Linked DNA regions of Mus musculus: all the other regions are linked to region 4. The links are chromatin contacts, called in public ChIA-PET and promoter capture Hi-C maps. All regions are on one chromosome and are shown on one strand. The core of a region is the stretch at or near the end of the contact, and the rest is flanking DNA. Distances in the headings are between cores, read along the strand shown.

What was found. Promoter capture Hi-C pulls out the DNA fragments that hold promoters and counts their contacts. ChIA-PET counts read pairs in DNA pulled down with a chosen protein or histone mark. Capture Hi-C pulls out chosen DNA fragments and counts their contacts.
Region 1: a promoter capture Hi-C map of pre-B cells shows a contact between it and region 4, with 5 times the contacts expected there. The contact joins the promoter of Dffa here to the promoter of Ube4b in region 4. A contact is called at or near these places in 4 of 39 promoter capture datasets (liver, neutrophils and pre-B cells), 3 of 484 Hi-C or Micro-C datasets (B cells, embryonic stem cells and pre-B cells), 1 of 115 datasets of contacts at active chromatin or transcription factors (cardiomyocytes) and 4 of 9 other capture datasets (adipose tissue, liver, macrophages and 1 more).
Region 2: a contact with region 4 is called in a promoter capture Hi-C map of adipose tissue. The contact joins the promoter of Cenps here to the promoter of Ube4b in region 4. A contact is called at or near these places in 7 of 39 promoter capture datasets (3T3-L1-derived adipocytes, frontonasal cranial neural crest, hematopoietic stem and progenitor cells and 3 more), 1 of 15 datasets of contacts at CTCF or cohesin (pro-B cells), 5 of 484 Hi-C or Micro-C datasets (bone marrow-derived macrophages, embryonic stem cells, erythroblasts and 2 more), 10 of 115 datasets of contacts at active chromatin or transcription factors (acute myeloid leukemia, bone marrow-derived macrophages, cardiomyocytes and 5 more) and 4 of 9 other capture datasets (adipose tissue, liver, macrophages and 1 more).
Region 3: a promoter capture Hi-C map of erythroid cells shows a contact between it and region 4, with 6 times the contacts expected there. The contact joins the promoter of Tmem201 here to the promoter of Ube4b in region 4. A contact is called at or near these places in 4 of 39 promoter capture datasets (erythroid cells, hippocampal neurons, liver and 1 more), 3 of 115 datasets of contacts at active chromatin or transcription factors (bone marrow-derived macrophages, memory CD8 T cells and pancreatic cancer cells) and 1 of 9 other capture datasets (liver).
Region 5: an RNA polymerase II ChIA-PET map of memory CD8 T cells shows a contact between it and region 4, with 11 read pairs. The contact joins the enhancer-like site here to the promoter of Ube4b in region 4. A contact is called at or near these places in 2 of 39 promoter capture datasets (hippocampal neurons and pre-B cells), 1 of 484 Hi-C or Micro-C datasets (Th1 cells), 2 of 115 datasets of contacts at active chromatin or transcription factors (the 230-238 cell line and memory CD8 T cells) and 1 of 9 other capture datasets (pancreatic islet).

What each region holds. Positions count from the first base shown.
Region 1 is chr4:149,102,801-149,105,500 of GRCm38.p6, forward strand. It overlaps Dffa (DNA fragmentation factor, alpha subunit), which reads left to right and starts at 1,342. Exons shown (of 6, transcript NM_001025296.2): 1 at 1,342-1,586. The coding sequence starts at 1,451.
Region 2 is chr4:149,136,216-149,138,915 of GRCm38.p6, forward strand. It overlaps Cenps (centromere protein S), which reads right to left and starts at 1,385. Exons shown (of 5, transcript NM_027263.2): 1 at 1,261-1,385. The coding sequence starts at 1,308.
Region 3 is chr4:149,736,693-149,739,392 of GRCm38.p6, forward strand. It overlaps Tmem201 (transmembrane protein 201), which reads right to left and starts at 1,376. Exons shown (of 11, transcript NM_001284270.1): 1 at 1,143-1,376. The coding sequence starts at 1,255.
Region 4 is chr4:149,425,362-149,428,061 of GRCm38.p6, forward strand. It overlaps Ube4b (ubiquitination factor E4B), which reads right to left and starts at 1,270. Exons shown (of 27, transcript NM_022022.3): 1 at 521-1,270. The coding sequence starts at 544.
Region 5 is chr4:149,682,543-149,685,242 of GRCm38.p6, forward strand. It overlaps a transcript of Pik3cd not described here. Among named protein-coding and RNA genes, the nearest start is that of Pik3cd, 21 kb to the left of the region's middle. Within about 2 kb of position 1,264, at least 12 of the 459 cell types and tissues checked have an H3K27ac peak or open chromatin away from gene starts, as enhancers often do. A contact at or near this core is called in memory CD8 T cells, where this site is marked.

The sequences.
Region 1 (2,700 bases), core at 92-2,591, 320 kb before region 4:
TTAATTTTGGTTTTTGAGACAGAATTTCTTTTTTTTTTAAGATTTATTTATTTATTATTATATGTAAGTACACTGTAGCTGTCTTCAGACACTCCAGAAGAGGGAGTCAGATCTCGCTACGGATGGTTGTGAGCCACCATGTGGTTGCTGGGATTTGAACTCTGGACCTTCGGAAGAACAGTCTGGTGCTCTTACCCACTGAGCCATCTCACCAGCCAGAGACGGAATTTCTTTGTGTAACTTTGGCTTGTTCTCCTTGGCCTTGAACTCAATGAGATACAACTGCCTCTGCCTCCCAAGAGCTAGGATTAAAGGTATTCACCAGCATGCTGGGTTACAAAAATAAAATTTTAAGAAACATAAGTAAACCAGCTCCTTTTAAAAACTTAATAATAATTTCATAGCAACCATTTGTGTGTGTGGGGGGGGTATGTGTTCACATGAGCATACATGCATGCATACAAATGTCAGGTTGTGTGATCAGAGAACAACTTTTGGAAATCTGTTTTCCTACCATGCTGGGCTCTGGGATCAAACTCAGGGTGTAAGGACTGGCAGCAAGCACCTTTACCCACTAAGCTATCTTGTCAGCTATTTAACTTAATGTAAAATGTTTACTTAATATTTCAACTTGCTTGTAAATCATATCCTTTAAACTTCAAAAGTCACAAAACCAGTCCTGAAAAACACACAAACACACACACACACAATTTTCTCTTTTATGTAGCTCTGGCTGTGTAGAAACTCACTATGTAGACCAGGCTGCCCTGGAACTCATAAAGATCCTTCTGCCTCCTGAGGATTAAAGGCCTGAGCCACAACACCCAGTTCAATGGCAACTCTTAAAACATGAATATGCATCTGGAGAGATGGCCCAGCAGTTAAGAGCACTGACTGCTCTTCCAAAGGTCCTGAGTTCAAATCCCAGCAATCACATGATGGCTCACAACCATCCGTAATGAGATCTGATGCCTTCTTCTGGTGTGTCTGAGGACAGCTACAGTGTACTTATGTATAAATAAATCTTTAAAAAGGAAAAAAAAAAAACATGAATATATGGCTGGCAATGTAGTGTAGAACTATGCTTACCATACATGAGACCCCGGGTTTTCCATCATACAGTCTTTTAGAGAAGAAAAGGAGGGGAAGGTAACAGGGTAGGGGAAAGAAAACAACAGAAAAAAAAGAAATCTCCAATCTGGACCACTTCCCTAAACTGAATCCCCCCCGCCCCTGGCTTTGAACCCAGAAACTACAATTCCCGTCGTGCCCTGGAACGCCCGTGATTAGCCGCCACTAGAACTACATCTCCCGGCGTGCCTTGGTCTCGCGTAACTTGCTGAGAGAACTACATCTCCCGTCAGGCAGCGGGAGGAAGGTTGTCAAAGCTTAGGGAAGGGGCTCTGGGCTACCTGGGATTTCCCAGAGTCGCCAGGTCCCCACTTTGAGGATGGAGCTGTCGCGGGGAGCCAGCGCCCCAGACCCGGACGATGTCCGGCCTCTCAAACCGTGTCTGCTACGCCGCAACCACAGCCGCGATCAGCACGGCGTGGCAGCCTCCAGTCTCGAGGAGCTGAGGAGCAAAGGTTGGCTGCTGAGGGGACCGGGCGGGGTCGGGAAGGTGACCCCAGAGCCTAGGGACTGCAGGGACCCACGTGGGTCCAGTGATTGACAGATTCCTGGCGTTTTTACTTACCTACACTGAGAGGAGCCGTGAAGGGGACGGGAAACTGTGCAGGTCCAGGTTCATTGACCTGATTTTGGACCAAACCGAGTCCAGCGTATTCTGTCCACTCTGGCTCACAGAGGCGGTACTGGGGCTCCCCGACGGGATGGGAATGGGAGTCCGCACTCAGTACCTATTCCATTAAAAGGGAGCTGTCAGTGCCTGCCCTTAGAGTCCAAGTAAGGAACGTGAGCCATGTTCTGATCCTGACTATACTTTGCATTTAACCATCTCTGGACCCTTAGTTTCCTCAGCCGTGTAGTGGGTGTATTTTCAACTTTGCTTCAAAGGATTCTTGGGACTCTCAAGTGAGATGGTCTGTTCAATGGTTACTTACAAGCGTTATTAGCCCGTAGCAACAAATGAGATACTCAAAGAAGTTCTGCAGGTCTTTCATGTCAGCTAGCTCCGGGCACGGATTCACCTGTGCCAGGGTGTGCATCGCTTCCGGAGAGCTAGCTACTGAGACCCAGGAGCAGGGTTTGATCTGGTGACAGGGGTTCTGTCACACCAAGGCTTGCATTTCACCCCAGCACAAGGTTAGTTCAGCTTAGTGCCACTTCAGTTGCATTGGCTGGGTGTCCTTGGCCCCAGAGACTTCTGTTCTCTGCAGCAGAGCCTATAGCAGACTGACTGGCAGTTCTATTTTGGGTGATGACAGCCTTATGGAAAGCCTCTTGCCTGGCAATAATATAAATGAAATGACACTGAGTAAAGCTTCTGCCAATACTGTAGTTTCCTTCAGTCTAGAAGAACTGCAAAAGAAGATAGCCACAGAGAGAATAAACCACCTACTTTTTGTTTTCTGACATTTGATGTGTAGAATTCAAGATTACCACCGAATAAATGAGCAAGGGACAGCATTACGCGTCCACTGTAATCAGACCAGCCTCTGGTTGGATGCTTATTTATGTAGACTCAAATGCCTCCTATGTGAGGATGCTGGAAAGATGGCTCAGCTGCTGAGAGTGCTT
Region 2 (2,700 bases), core at 135-2,634, 290 kb before region 4:
GGTTGCTGGGATTTGAACTCCTGACCTTCAGAAGAGCAGTTGGGTGCTCTTACCCACTGAGCCATCTCTCCAGCCCAGGTTCTGAATTTCTTAAAACAGGAGTGCAGGGCAGACAGCCGATGGGACGCAGATACCTAAGGAAGCAACCCCCAACCCTGAGCTCACAATCATTCCCAGCTGAGATGGCAGCTCTGATTCATCAAACAACTGAATATTGGCTCTGACACCACCCCGTGCAGTAGTTATCCGTATTCCGACTTTGCAAAGGAGAAAACTATATTTGGGCCACGACTAACTGACTAGAGGACCCGAAATCACAACCGACGCCAGAGGGTGGGTTCTAGGGCAGCCTGCCAGGGGCTGACTCCGGGCTCTGCAGCATAGAATAGACAACGTTTCCCAGGTCCTAGTGAACTGCTCAGGTCTCACTATGTAAACCAGGCTAGCCTCAAGCTCACACACACCGCTCGCTCTGACTCCTGAAATTAAAGGCCTGAGCCCCACGCACTGTCCTCGCTTGTTCCTGAGACAGGGTCTCTCTAGGTACTTAACTGATCTAAAACTCGTAATCCTCCTGCCTCAGCCCCTGAATTAGTCTGTGTGTCTCTCCTGCATCTCTCTCACCCTCACACGCGCTATCCCCAGCCTCTTTTGTTGTTTTGTTTTGTTTTGTTGTTTTTGTTTTGTTTTGTTGTTTTTGTTTTGTTTTTCGAGACAGGGTTTCTCAGTGTAGCCTTAGCTGTCCTGGAACTCACTCTGTAGACCAATTGAGAGATGTGCCTGCCTCAGTCTGGGATTAAGGACTTGCGCCGCCACCACCGGGCGGGCCCTCCTTTAAGACAGGGCCTCCCGTAATCCCGGTTGGCCTCGAACTCGGTATATCGCTGAAAATGACTCTAAACTGGCTTCTGCCTCCACCCTAAGCCTCTCGCTTCCACACACACCCCGCTCCGTGCTGGGGTCACAGTCGTTCACCACCAAGCCCGGTAGGTGCGGTGCTGGGACTCGAACCCATAGATTCCCTCATGCTGGGCAAACGCTCCTCCAAGCCCCATCGTCTCTCTGTAGCGCCCACACCCGACCCTCACAGCGCCGGGACACCCGGACTCTGGCGAGCTGGACGCAGGCTCGGCGGACCGCACCCCCTCCTTGCAGCCGAGCGACGCATGCGCACACGCGGAGGCCGGCTAGGGACTCGGGGCCTTTCCCTCTCCCAGGACCTCACGTCCTGCCCTTGCTGGGACCCCATTTATTTTATACCTGCCGGTGAGAGAACTCCTGCGGCTCCTCAGCCTCCACCTCCTCCATCACTGCGGACAACCCCGGTCGGCGCGCCACTGTCGGCTCAGACTTTCCCGCGCTACCTCTGCGACGGGCGGCGCCGAGGGTCAAAGCGCGAAGCGCCTCCTTCCTGTCCCGCGCGCGCCCCCTGGCGACAGCTCGCGGAAGGGTCTTAGCGTTGGTGTGACCCGGGGTTCAAGCATCTGTAAGAACGTGCGTGAGATGGCTCACTGGTTAGCAGTCACTGAGAGCACCGGCCAGACGCACCACCCACATCAGGTGGCTCACTAAACACGTGTAATTCCATCTCTAAGGGACACAATGTTCTCTCTTGGTCTCTCTTGGTACCCGCATGCAGATGCACACACAAATACACACATATGCATAATAAATATATAAGTAAATAAAAGTGTTTAAGTAAAAAATATATATATGTTGGGCCTGGTGATGCACCCTTTTAATCCCAGCACTCTTGAGTCATAGGCCAGTGGATCTCTGTGAGTTCCAGACCAGCCAGGGCTACATAGTGAAACTTGCCTTAAAATTAAAAAACAAAACAAAACAAAAAAAGCAAGAGTGTATAGCCCACAATTAACAGATGATAAAGCACTTGGCTGGCAAGATAGCTTTGTGAAAGCCAGGCATGGTGGCACATGCCTTTAATCCTAGCACTTGGGAGGCAGAGGCAGGCGAATTTCTGAGTTCGAGGCCAGCCTGGTCTACAAAGTGAGTTCCAGGACAGCCAGAGCTATACAGAGAAACCCTGTCTCGGAAAGAAAGAAAGAGAAAGAAGAAAGAGAGAGAAGAAAGAGAGAGAAGAAAGAGAGAGAAAAAAGATCGTTTTGTGGGTCAAAACACATTGCCCTGCAAGCCTGGGGCCCTGAGGCCCTGAGTTTGATTCCCAGAACTGACTCCAGAAAGTTGTTTTCTTACATCCACTGTGTGCTCACACTCACACAAACCAATAGCCAGTTGATGTAAGTTATGGAAGGCAGCGCCTTCTATGGTGAACCATTCACACACACAACCTCGTGCAAGGAACCTTGGATTTTTATGGCTCTTCCACCAGCACCAAATCAGTGATCAGTGAGATCACTGCTCAAACGCTATCCCCTCAGAGCGAGTGGTTCACGTTACCAGGGACAAGAGTGGCTGCTTCTCCATTATGTCAAGCTATACAGCGAGAGGCTCTGAGGTGGCTCTGCAATAATAACAGCTGCCGTTCCTGCAGACCAGGATTTGGTTCATGGCACCCACATGGTGGTTCACACCTGTCTATGATTACTGTTTCCAGGAGTCAGTGCTCTCTTCTGATCTCCAAGAGCCCAATTCATGCACGCAGGCAAAACACTCAGACATTAAAAAAAGGATCTGTAGAGAGGTCTGCCTGGCCCCGAAATGGCTGTAGCCAATGCCTAC
Region 3 (2,700 bases), core at 126-2,625, 310 kb after region 4:
GAAGGGTGACAGGCAGCCAGTCCTGGCCACAACAAGTCCCACTCTGCTCTTTTGGCCAAATGCCCTGAGCTGGCAGAGGCAGCCAGGAGATGCCTGGCTTTTGGGACAAGCTCTGCTTGGCACATGAACAGACTGCCCAGGCTCCCCTAGGCCCAGGTAACGAGGGACTGCTTTGGGTTGGCTGATCTTAAGCGGTCCCTCTGACTCCCAAAAACTGGGTGGGAACAAGACAGGAAGCTTGGGTTGAGATCTAGAGTCAGGCACTCTCTCAGCCCCCCGGGATGTGGCCCCCTCTTTCAAACACAGCTGACATCCATCCCCTCCTTAGGTGCCGCTGACTCACCTACCTCTAACAACTTTTGCCTGCCCTCTCCTGCAGAAGAAATGCAGGGTTAAGGAGGGCGACCTATCACCCTGATTGCCAGTTCAAACCATAGCTCCTTGTCATCCAGCGACTAGGGTCAAGTCCCGAGCACTGCACATCCCCGGCTGTCCCAAAGAGGCTCCCACGAATGCGTGTATGTTCCTATCCTCGGGAAATGTGATCAGGTGAGCTATTCCTTCACGCTGCTGGAGAAACGACTCCATTCTGGGGTTTGACCACGGCAAGCTTGGAGTACTGGGGTCTGCGTGGTCTCTGAGCCATGACAGGCCAGGGTATTGATCCCAAAGCCCATCCGTGACATGTGTCCAAGGAGTACAGCGTACACCTCTGAGTGGACAAGTTCCTTAAATGTGTGGAGCGCAGGCTCCTGCCTCAGGCTGCTACTGCTCACACGTGCCTTCTAAGTACTCAGCTCCAAGGCTTCTCCGGGGGAAAGCTTACGCGAGGAATGTTATTGCTATCGCATACAGACCATCAAGCGCCAGCTCTCATCCTCCTAACCGATGGGCGGCAGAGGCCCAGCAGGGCAGTCCAGCCAGGAGCACGGGCCTCGAAGGGAGGAGCAAGCAGCAGCCCCCTCCCCCAGCCACGGTCGGCGGCTGCTCCCCGACGAGGCTTTTAGGGGGTGAGGGCAAAGGCGGTGGCGGAGAATGCGTCCCGCATTCGCGAGCAGGCCTGGTCCGCCCCTAGGACTCCGCCGTGGCCTCGCGGGGGCGGGGCGGCGGCCCGGGCCGCGTGCAGCGGGGCGCGCACTCACCTCCGCGCAATCCGGTAGAGCACCACGCCGGCGGCAGCGCACGCCGTGACCCCGAGGCCGCCCGCCAGGCCGGCGGTGGGGCAGCTAGCCAGCAGCGCGCTCACTCCCTCCATGGCTTCCGGGCCGAGTCGGTGGGCAAGGGGCGCGGGCCGCAAAAGAGACTCCCAGCGGCCCGCGCGCTCCAGCTCGCGCCGTGACCTTCGCCGCTTTGTAGCCGGCGCGAGCCCGCCCCTTGACTCGGCGCGCTCCCGCCGCGCAGCCAATCGCGGCGCGGGGCGAGCCTGAGTGGGCGGGGCGCCTACGGAAGCCCTCGGCACTGGCTCGGACGCGCCCCCCAGCGTCCACAGTTGCAAAGCCACTCTCTAGAGCTGGAAGGAGTCCCGCCTGCGCCTGCAGCCTGCGCACGCATGCATTTGCAGGTCCTAGTGCTGCTACCTTAACGCTAATCCTTGCCAATGCTTTCTCCACTTAGTCCTGCTTTCCTGGCGTTGGGCTAAAGTCGGTCTGTGCCGCTTCAGACGCCACAGTGGTTGAAAATTAGCTTGCACAAACACAAACGTCCAAAGACGGAAACGAGGTTAAATAATCACAGGATAGCATGTTTCGGAACATAATGCAGCCATTAGAGTGAATGGCTAAGGTGTGTGTGTGTGTGGGGGGGGATTGGTCCTGAAGGGATTATCCTTTTTTTTTTCTTTAGTCGAATGTAGATGATTTTCATAGTTGCCAAGTTTGATGAAGTCTGTGCACTTCAAATAGATTACCTCGGGGAGTGAGATGGAGGGAAGAGCCACTTACAGGCGTGCTTCAGCATTTACGTGAGCTAAATTAGGGATCAAGAAAAACTCACTGAGGCTTGGTGATGCACGCCTTTAATCCCTGTGGAGGTAGGCGGATTTTTGTAAATTTGAGGTCAGCTTGGACTACACAGTGAGTTCCAGGTCATCAGGCAATCCATGGGCTAGTAGGTAGGTCCTGTCCTAAAACAAAACAAAATAAAACAAAACATCTCTAGCAAGAAATATTTATACCAGGTTGGGCAGATGTTGTGGCACAAGCCTTTGATTTCTTTAAAAAAAAAAAGGTCAAAAAATTATGGGGCATGGTGGTGCACACCTTTAATCTCAGTACTTGGGAGGCAGAGGAAGGCAGATCTCTGTAAGTTCAAGGCCACCCTGGTCTACAGAGCAAGTTCCAGGACAGACAGGACTCTGATACACAGAAAAACCGTGTTTTGAAAAACAAAACAAAAACAAAACAAAAACAAAAATCTAAAAAAAGTTTATCTCTAATTACATACTATGTTTCTGTAGAATACCCCACCAACACACACACACACAATTTTATGAGTGTCTCTTTTTTTTTAAAGATTTATTTATTTATTATATGTAAGTACACTGTAGCTGTCTTCAGACACTCCAGAAGAGGGCATCAAATCTCATTACGGATAGTTGTGAGCCACCATGTGGTTGCTGGGATTTGAACTCAGGACCTTCAGGAAGAGCAGTCGGGTGTTCTTACCTGCTGAGCCATCTCATCAGCCCCTATGAGTGTCTTT
Region 4 (2,700 bases), core at 20-2,519:
TGCCATTAAACATCATGATTTTATGCAAAATTGTTCTTTAAAACCCCCGACGACGCAGACACACACAATATACCACGATCTAAATCGCGCCCCTCTTTCTCGAACACCCTTTTAAAAAGATTGAACACCTTCAAGATGCTCCTCACCACCCCACCCCCGTCTTCAGACCCTAAAAGAAAGAAAAGCGAGTGGAGTTCCGAATGAAGAAACGAGAGAGAATAAAGGAGAATAAAACGAGAGACCCTCTTGCATTCTCTATCTCTGGAGAATTTTAGTGATCGAGTAAACATACTGAGACGGTAGCCCAAAGTGGAGCCAAGGGCTTCTTACAATACAGCCAACCTGATGATGAATGACTACTTCCATTATATTTCATTATTCTTGAAAATGCCATCTCCGTTGCCTCCCCAATCCCAAGAGCCCGACACCACCAGGGCAAAAATCTGTCCCCATCCAAAGCGCCAAAGAGTTGCCAAGTAATCCTTTCAAGGTGCCCCCCCCCACGCCCCAGCCTCCTCACCTCGTCAGCGCTCAGCTCCTCCATCGCTTTCCTCTTAATGGTGAAAGGCGTTAGAGAGATCCTTCAGTTCTTGAGACCAGGGCGGGAGCAAAGGAAGAGTGGAAGGTATCTATCGGGCTGTCTGGTCCCCCAATGGGGGAGGTTTCAGAATTGCATAGTCAGAGGTTAAAAACTAAGAACACGAGGCACTGAATCGCCTTGGCTTCGGCCGCTCGCACCGCCGCAGCCTCCTCCAGCAGCAAGCGCCCAGAGCTGCCGCCTCTGGCCACGGCCACCGCTATGGGGTCCTCTCCAGGCGCCACTGACTCCCCTCAGCTTCCCAGGTTACCCAGGGCGGGCGGCGCGGTCTCCAGCTCGGCTCGTGCCCGCTGCGCGCCGTGTCTTCGTGGCGGTGACGCGGCAGCTGCGTTTTTTTCTCCCGCAGACCCTGCTCCGGGTCCCACCCCTGGGCCCAGGCGGGAACAGCTCCACTGCACACTGGATGCCCCCGAGGCGCGGCGACCCTACAGCAGCCCAGGCAGAGCCCAGCACCGGACCGGGAAGCCCCTCCCCTCTAAAAGCAGGCCAGGCTCGCCCCGCCTCCACGCGAGAACCCCGGTGGGGGGCAGGGGAGGGACGGGACTGGCGAAGCCCTCGCTGGAAGCGTAAATCCTCCTACCCCTCCAACCCTACTCTTACCCCCTCGCCCCACCAAGAATTATTCATCAAAACAACAGGGCGGCCATCTTTGAAAGGGGTCACGTGACCCTCGCCGGGGAGGCGGGGCTTCTCGCTCTGGGATTCGCCAGCCAATAAGCAGCGGGCGTCGCGCCGCCGATTTCCTCTTCGCTTGCATCCTGTCCCCGCCCCCTGCCCCACCCCCTCTTCCCTGAGCGGCGCCAGGCGGGGGGAGGGGCGAGAGGGGCTGCTAAGAGGAGACGAGGAGGAGGCGGGGCGGACAGTCACCATGGAGACTGAGCGGAGGCGAGGGGCGCGGTGGGCGGGGCCCAGGTAGAATTGCTGAGGGCAGGATGTGCCAATCCGAATATGGCCCTTCCACGGGCTCTCCCCTGCGCCTTGGGTTTCTGCGGTGCTAGTTTGTTCCCATGTGGATCCTGCTGTGGAGTGACTTGGAAATCCTCCAGGATGCTGCAAGCCGGCTACAGACATTAGAAGAACTGAGGAATCGGAAACACATTTGCTTTCTGCAGGGAGCATTTAGCACCATCCTGCAAATACCTTGTCCCACTCTTTTCCTCCCCCAGGAAAACCCATGGAAGAAAACTAACAGGATCTTAATTTTATTTTACCTTGTTCTTTTAGAGAGGTGCTCTGCTTTAAGGGTGTAGAGACTCAAATTATTGAGAAATGTATTGAACAATGACTTAGTAACTAACCCTTTGTAATGCCAGCTCGGCCGGACAACAAAAACTTACTTTACAATCAATGTATAAATACAAATTGAAAAATCTAACAGAACCGTGAAAATCCAGATTTTGCCACAAAGTATATATCGTATGGCTTACAAAAGCCATAATCATCTCGTTCTTAATTGTTCTTGAGACAGAATCTTGCTATGTATTTCAGATAGCCCCAAATTTGAAATCCTGCCTGAACGCTGGGGTATGCACCACCATCACAGATTACCCAACTATAACATTAATGTATGTATATGTGTATACATGTATGTATTTGAAACAGGGTCTCGCTGGCCTGGAACTCACAGAGATCTGCCTGCCTCTGCCTCCCAAGTGCTAGGGTTCATTACCGGCTACTCTTAGCTGAACTATAATCTTAAACATTCCACTCCTGTTTAAAAGAGTTACAGTTGATCTTATCCAAGGGGACAAGAAGTGACTAAAATAGTTACAATTTGTTTGCTACATGCTAAAAATGGGAACATGACTATTAGATATGCAAAGAGTCTGTGAGTAAAATTAAATCGCTGCAGGCTTTTCAGGACTGCATTCTACTTTCCAGGAAATGAATTCTGTGTAAGCCATTTTGCACCCCTAGTTACACTGATGTCAATTACATTGTTTTTCTGAAAACATGATAATTGCCATGTAGCCTCAGATTAAATCACACAAGTAAAGTATACAATGGCTTTAGGGTAGTGAGAGTTCTTTAACATCATTGCTCTTTAATTTCAGAACATTTTAATCACCCACCCAGCCATCCAACACACTATAACCATTCCT
Region 5 (2,700 bases), core at 14-2,513, 260 kb after region 4:
TGGATGGTTGTGAACCACCATGTGGTTGCTGGGATTTGAACTAAGGACCTCTGGAAGAGTAGTCAGTGCTCTTAACCGCTGAGCCATCTCTCCAGTCCTTGGTCTCTTAATCCCTGCGAATTTCTCAGCTCCAGCTGACCAGCACCGAGTATCCCAGCAAAGCAAAGGTTTCACTTTACAAGTGCTGGTATCTTGTTAAACACAGGTAATTTTTCAGCCCCAGATGCCCAGAATCACAAATTCTTCACACAAAAGCCTGGTGGAATCTTTGCTTCCCTCTGAAATATCACAAGCCGTGCCTCCATCATCTGCACTAGTGACTTCCCTAGCTCAAAGTTCCAAAGCCCTATCACAGTCCTCCTCAAAACAACACGGTCAAGTCTGTCACATTCCTGGTACCAGCTTGTCTTAGGGTTTCTATTGCTGCAATAAACACCATCACAAAAAAAAAAAAACAAATTAGGGAAGAAAGGGTTTATTCAGCTTACACTTCTACATTGTAGTCCAGCACTGAAGGAAACCAGGACAGGAACTCAAACAGGACAGGAACTGGAGGCAGGAGCCGGCAATGGTGAGACCACAGAGGAGTGTACTGGCTTGCTTCCCCTGCCTCGTTCAGCCTGCTTTCTTATAGAACCCAGGATCACCAGCCCAGGGATGGCACCACCCACCATGGGCAGGGCCCTCCCCCATTGATCACTAATTCAGTAACAGCCCTACAGCTGGATCTCATGGAGGCATTTCCTCACCTGAAGCTCCTTCCTCTCTGATGACCCTACCTTATGTCAAGGTGACACAAAACCCCGGTCCACGCCCCCCATCCCCCAAAAAAGGGACAAGCTTTTTTACATTTATTCACATAATCTCACTATAGCTTTGTGCCCTTGATGTATTGTTTTATTTTGTTTTGTTTGTTTAGAAACAGGGTCTTTGCAGCCTTTCCCAGGCTGGTTTCTAATGTCTGAGTGTCAGCGATCCTGATCCTGCTATAGCAGCTCTCGGAGTACCTGGGACCAGGGGGGCCTGCCCACCCAGTGCTCTCTTCTCTTGATCTTTTTACCTAATTACAAGAGTCCTCTCTCTCCTTCCACTTCACACAGTTTCATTAAGCTTTGAATTCTCACCCTCCGGTTAATTCAAAAAGTCACTCAACTGTAGTTAAAAAAGCCATTAATTAGGACCTGAAGTTTCCCTCTCCTCTGGGGTAAAGTCCCTAAGCTCTGACCACAGGTCTGTCTTAATTGAGACTCCCAGAGTTTGTGACTCAGGGCAAGGAAGTGGGTGGGCAGGCCAGGGAAAATGATGCTTGTGTTGGCGTTGTTCATCCTGTCACAATTCTACCAAAAAAAAAAAAACAAAAACAAAACCCAAAACCCAAAACCCCACGAGTGTTTCCAGGAACTCGGCTCTGGAATAGGCCTGGCTTTGAAGACACCTGCTAAGCAATTCACTGCTCATTGCCTGGCCCAGGACAGGAACAGCAAACAGCACAAGGGAGTGACCTTGGGCTCAGGAGGAAGGATCAATGGCTCACTCAAACAGCTTCCGCAGGTATTCACAGGGGAGGCTCAGGTTCCCACCGGGAGCCTGTGAACCCGAGTTTCTTGTCAGCTATGAATGGAAGAAGTGCTCTGTTTGGGGGAAGAGCCTGCTGTGATTCCTACTGAGGGAAAAGCCAGAATAAATCGCTGAATAATGTTGCGAGTTCCTCCCCAAAAGGCACTGGGGTGGGTTTCTGGACCTAATTTTCTAGAATCATCTTAGAGATGTGTTGTGGCAACTGCTGAGGACCAAGTGAGAGGTGATTAAAGAAGAAGAAGAAGAAGAAGAAGAAGAAGAAGAAGAAGAAGAAGAAGAAGAAGAAGAAGAAGAAGAAGAAGAAGAACCTAGAAAAAAATTAAGCTAAACACAGGAAACAAAGCTGTCCTTAGAGAGCAGGTGACTTGCGGAATAACAGAAAGAACCTGCTGTTAATACCAGACAGCAGGGAGTGCTATGGGTCAGACCTGAGTTAAAAACCTGATCTTAGCCTGGTGCTATCATCTAAATATCCCTTCCTCCTCCTCTTCCTCCTCCTCCCCTTCCTCTCTCCTCCTTCCTCTCTCTTCCTCTCCCTCTCTCTTCCTCTCCCTCTCTCTCCCTCTCCCTCTCTCTCCCTCTTTCTTTCTTTCTCTCTCTCTCTCTCACACACACACTCCCCCCATGATGGCTCACAACTGCCTGTAATTCTTGCCTCTGTGGGCACCTCCTTCACACACATGTTGCAATATATGTACTCAAAATACATACATGCACAGAAAATAAATAAATCCAAAAACTAATAAGTAATCAAATCAACTCAAACTCAACCACCAAAGCTTCAGCAAGTTTTACTGGCGCTGGTTTTACGTACAACATATGACGGTTCTGTGAGAGACTGTATCCTCTCAGGACAGCCTCATGGACCACCCAAGGAGAGCAGATGGCCCTTGCAACCTCTGTGGCATGGTATGACCCACTTCAAGGTTGACTGGGTTTAAAGGGGTGAACAGACTGTCTCCCCCACACCACGGTCACATCAAGCTCCTGACTTTTGAGGTGTGATGAGTTTGCCCACACCCCAGCCAGCCAATGGATTCTGCGGTAGCCCCGCAGCTGGTCATCCTCTAGTCCAGCAGTCCGTCTGGAGGTGACCCACAGGACCTCTCCTGCACTTCTAGA